2 separate regions of the Astyanax mexicanus genome follow, and region 1 is linked to region 2. A link is a contact called in public Hi-C data. All regions are on one chromosome and are shown on one strand. The core of a region is the stretch at or near the end of the contact, and the rest is flanking DNA. Distances in the headings are between cores, read along the strand shown. Region 1 overlaps lgr4 (leucine-rich repeat containing G protein-coupled receptor 4). Region 2 holds the start of lgr4 (leucine-rich repeat containing G protein-coupled receptor 4).

Evidence for each region. A called contact is a pair of places that touch in the nucleus more often than the background predicts.
Region 1: a contact with region 2 is called in a Hi-C map of muscle, with 17 times the contacts expected there. The contact joins the enhancer-like site here to the promoter of lgr4 in region 2. A contact is called at or near these places in 2 of 3 Hi-C or Micro-C datasets (both in muscle).

What each region holds. Positions count from the first base shown.
Region 1 is chr23:7,558,738-7,561,437 of AstMex3_surface, forward strand. All of the region lies in intron 5 of lgr4 (leucine-rich repeat containing G protein-coupled receptor 4), which reads left to right. Among protein-coding and RNA genes, the nearest start is that of lgr4, 82 kb to the left of the region's middle. Within about 2 kb of position 1,399, the one cell type or tissue checked has an H3K27ac peak away from gene starts, as active enhancers do.
Region 2 is chr23:7,477,115-7,479,814 of AstMex3_surface, forward strand. It overlaps lgr4 (leucine-rich repeat containing G protein-coupled receptor 4), which reads left to right and starts at 1,436. Exons shown (of 18, transcript XM_049471233.1): 1 at 1,436-2,301. The coding sequence starts at 2,072.

The DNA of each region.
Region 1 (2,700 bases), core at 149-2,648, 82 kb after region 2:
GTTTACTGAGGCGCTTCCCTCCAGCTTCCCATTAGAAGGGAAATATGGCGACACTCTTGCTCACTTCGATGTAGGCATCCTTACTAGTGTCACTTAATGCGCTTTATAATCCAGTGCACCTTATGTATGAAAATAGATAATACGTATTGATAATAGGGGTGGGCAATATGGCCCTAAGATAAAATCACACTATTTCATGGTATTTTCACTCTTGGCAATATGACAAAACACTTTAAAAAAATAAATAAATTTCAAAAATACACTATACACTGCAAGAAAAAAATATATATTATTACACACAATATAATACTGCACACCCCTAAGTGAGAGATTAAAAAATACAAGAATTTGATCAGATTTGTAACAGAAGTCAATGATCTAGAATGTCATAATACTAATAATAATGCACTCCAAATAAATACCTCCGTATATCCAGAATTAAAATCAAATAAATGATACTGGACAGATATAATCTGTCTCTAGTAGATATATAATGGGAAATGGGACGGGTGATGTGGCACGATATTTTAGGGTATAATATCGTTCACAATATTTTAAAAAATTGACTATATTATCGTGTGCGATACGATATGGCACACCCCTAATCGATAATACATAAAATATGATATAATAAAAATACTGTACACAGATCTTTTCAGATGTTCAGTTTTACAGTAGATCTGTAAGTCTTTTTTTTTTTTTTTAACTCTGTGCCAGTTTACGATTCCCAAACTGTCGTTCCAGTGCCATCCTCCAGTTTGTAGAGAGCAGTTTGTACTGGTGTATTCGTGCAGCGTCTTTAGCACTCCCTCTGTTCACCCTGTTCCTCACTTCCCTCACTGTGTCTCCTATCACACGTCAGCTAAATCCGTCAGCATCCTGCACAAACACCAGGCCTAGGTTGCTCATAAAACGCCCACATGCTCGCACACACACACACAGTATATGTACACACACACAGGCATATACACACACACACACACACACACACACAGTATATGTACACACACACAGGCATATACACACACACACACACACACACACACAGTATATGTACACACACACAGGCATATACACACACACACACACACACACACACACAGGTAAACTGTTGTGTTGACAGAGGGTTTTTTGGAAAGAGTAAAGAGAGAATCCAAAATGTACCCAAGTGTCTTGCAACCTCGAGCAAGAGTTGAGTAGAGGAACTGTGAGTCTCTCTCTCTCTCTCTCTCTCTCTCCTTCTGGAAGCTTCTCTGTGGGTCTGATTTACCAATTACATTCCTGCTGCTGGAAAATATTTGTCTAAGGAGTGGAGGCCAATTAATCCGTTAAGTAGGTTGAACAAACAGGCAGACGTGCACGAGTGCTGATGAGTTCTCCGCTCGGAGACCGCCCGAGCGCTCCACGGTTTGGGTCGGGGTTCTGCTGAGCCGTGCATCTTTTTAATGACTGGAAAATTACAGGAAAACAGACATCTGTTGTCATTTCGGAGCTGATAAATTGTCTATTTGTGCATTAATGTAATGCTGCACAGATCAGCTCCGTAACGCGGGAATGCTGCTGCAGGTATCCCTCGCAATTCTGTATAATTCCTTTTTAGGTTTTGCAGGGCAGTGTAGACTGTTCGTTACTGTTCTGCTCAACACGTTCCAGAACATCGTCTACAGTAGGAGTCGGCAATTAAGTTTAGCCACGCGCCAGATATTTTCCAAGCCATTAAAAAAAAAAATCAGTTTTGAAAAATGAAGTGTAATGGGATGGAGTGCTACAGACTAGTAGCTCTCCAGCCCAGAGGGTTGTTGAACCCAATTGCAGAACAGTTGATCTCAAAGCAGGTAAACCCAAGAAGAAAGGAAAAAATAAATAAACACACCGCTTCTCACACGGGATCAAACCCGTGACGTCAGGGTCGTGGTCCAAAATACTACCACTGCCCCGGCTAGTAAATTATGACACGGCGGGGAAAAAACACCCTTATAAGGAGACAGGGAGCACAAGAACAGGCTGAAACTAAAGTCACGCCGAGTGTGACAGAGAGAGGCAGGGGAGGAATGTAAAAAAAAGCTCACCAGAGAAGCATTTTATTTATTGATTTCATTATTGCCGACCCCCGATCTACAGGCAGAATGTAATATACAGACTAAATGTAATATGCTGTAGGAACGTGTGTGTCTGTAGGATGAGGTCAGTTTCTGTAAATAGTAGGGCTGGACGATATAACCAAAAATTAAGATCACAAATTGCGATACATTATAATTCCGATATAAACAAAAGCTCACGAGAAAAAAAAAAAAAAAAAAAAACACGATGGATGTCTTTACCTATAAACTTCTTGCAAATTACAGGTGCATCTCAAAAAAATTTACTATCTTTAAAAAAATTACTTTATTTCAGTAATCCAAACTCATATATACTACCAGTCAGAGCAGAAACATCCCTCACTATCTTTAAGAATCTCCTAAAGACATGGCTCTTTAAAAGCCATATCTGGACCGAATTAGTTTCTCAGGGGGTCCTGGGGTAATTTTCACTTTTATGGCGGGTCCTCTGTGATTTTATTCCCGTCCGGAACGACCATGTGTTTTTTTTTTTCTCTCAAAGAAAACTACAGGCTGAATTACCTACTGTTTTTTTTTTTCTCTAAACTCGTGGTCCTCCGGTAATTTTAGTCCTGTCCGGACGCACATCTCTGAGTTTCGT
Region 2 (2,700 bases), core at 186-2,685:
AGTGCAGTATCACTGCTTAGAGTGGAGTAGAGGAGTATTATGGTAATAGCTACAGTAATAGAGAATAGTGTTGCAGGGTACCATTAAATACCCAGAAATATTTAAGTATATGTTTTTATTGTCTATTTGTATTTGATTATTTTTATTTTATTTTATTTTATAGAATAATTATTTTCTTAATGTTTTCTTAATTTTGAGTTATCTGACCACAGAACAGTTTTTTTCCTTTGGCTTCAGTCAGGGGGGGGGGTCGGGTAGTCGAGTTTAACGCCACATCAGCTTGTCGGCTATTTCGCGGCAGGAAAGGAAAGCCATCGCAAGGCAGACAGACACAGACAGACACACAGACACATCCACTCACACATAAGGGGCAATTTCAATCAAGTTCCAATTAGCCTGACTTATTGAATCTCCTTTGCATGATACAGTTTTCACTTGCATTTGCGGACATTACCCAGTGTTCACAGACAGACAGTGATCTCTGGAAGCTCATGCAGTGCTTTCCATTACAGAATTAGTACAGCCTGTTTTTACTGCAGTGCCGCCAAAGATCACCAGCATCCAGTACTTACCGTCAGCTTTGTTCCTTTTTACACAGATATTTCTCCAGATTGTCTGAATCTTCTGATGATATTGTGTATGTGTATATGTAGATATTATTTTAAGGGACTGAAGGCACTTGCTTAATGTTTAGCAATTAATAATGTTAATTCTACCTATTTTTTATCATATTGTCATACTTCATACTTTACACATAAAATCTATGAAACAGAAAAAGAACAGTCAATACGAATCAAGGCCAAACTGGGACAGTTGCCTTTTTGGCCTCTCTACGGCTAAATGTTTTTTAACATTGTAGTTTAATGTATTTTTATCGCTTTGGATAAAAGCGTCCACTAAAAACAATTTAATGTAATGTTCGACATAAGTATATACTCGTTATCATGATTCATAGTCCATTTCACATGGAGCATTTAGAGCTTTTTTTTTTGCTAAAAAAGAAGAAATGTTCAAAATAATGAAAAAGACGCAGAGCTTTTAGATCTTAAATGATGCAAAGAAAACAAATTCATTTTCATGAAGTTTTAAGAGTCCAGAAATCAATCTTTGGTGGAATAACCCTGTTTTTAATCAGTTTTCATATGTCTTGGCATCATGCTCTCCTCCACCAGTCTTACACACTGCTTTTGGAAAAACGTTATATTTCTCTTGACTATATATTCCAGAGGTTTGCAATTTGGTAAAATCAAAGAAACGTAATAGTATAGTTCTACAGGAATATCGCGATTAGTATGAGTATCGTTGAGAGTGTCGTGCGGTAATTATATATCGTAAGTATCGCGGTGTAATGAGTGAGCTAGTATCGCAGCGGGTGGCGCGGAGCGGGCGAGGGGGAGGAGGGTAGCTCCAGGAGCGGCGGCGGTGGAGAGAGCTGAGCTGAGCTGAGCTGAGCTGAGCTGAGCTGAGCTGAGCTGAGCTGAGCGGTGTGGAGCTGCCCGTGCTTTTCCTTCATAAAATAAACCCGGGGGAGGCGGCTGGAGACGCGGAGTGTGGTGGACGGACGGTGCCGCGCGTTGTTCTGTTATTCTAGCTTCCTACTGAGGAGGTTTCTGGGTCTCGGAGCCCGGTGTGGACCGCGAGTTCGGAGCTGCGGGGAGAGCGGGAGGTGTGGAGCCTGGTTGCGGGGACTGGGCTGCTGGCGGGCGGCTGGAGGTGCGAGCCGGACTCGGTGCAGCAGCATGCGAACCGCTGGCCCTGCTCAGCGCTTAACGTTTACTTCAAGATATCTAGGTTAACTACTAGCAAGGTAGGCGGTCCTGCTCGGTTCTGCTCGGTCCTGGAGGGCTGCTTTAGCTAGGTTAACATTCAGCCAGCCAGGCGGGCACAACATGCCTCTCAGCCCGTAAACAAAGAGCGTTTGGGACCCTGGTAGACCCCCTCCAGCCCGCGGGGTTTCACTGAGATTAAGGTGACCAAACTACTCCTACCTACCCCTACTTTACCCCCACTTTACCCCTAAAACCCGAAACCTCTGCCCAGGACTGGCTAACGCCGTCTTCTCGAAGCTCCAATGCGGTCAAGGACGACCACCATGCCCTCGTTATTAGCGGCGACCCGGCTGCTGGTGCCTGTACTGGTGCTGGGGCTCGGGGTGTTCACGCTACGCGCCGCCGGCCAAGGGCGCTCCACCCCGGCTACATGCTCGCCGCTGTGCCGCTGCGACGAGGACGGAGGGGCGGACTGCTCCGGGAAAGGGCTCAGCACTGTTCCAAACGGACTCAGCGCCTTTACCTACTATCTGTAAGTCTAATAAAAGCCTGGTTTTCTCTTATATTCTCTTCTTTTTCTCTTACGTTCTTTTATAAACACAGATACAAAGTGTGGAGAAAGTCTTTTAAGTTATTATATGCTTCATAGTCCATTTCATACTGGATTTCTTCTTTAAACTATGTTCGTTTTCTACAAGGACAGTATCTTGATGATAAACCATTGGAGTAGTATTGGTTCTTGGATCTTGTTTTTTTCTATTATTTTTTTCACAAATACAAAGTGTGGAGAGAGTTTTGTTAAGTTAATATATGTTTTATAGTGTAATTCATACTGTATTTCTCCTTTAAACTATGCAATGCAACCATAACAAATACTATGCTTTATGTTCTTTGCTATCAGGACAGTATTTTTATGATATCCAATACTACT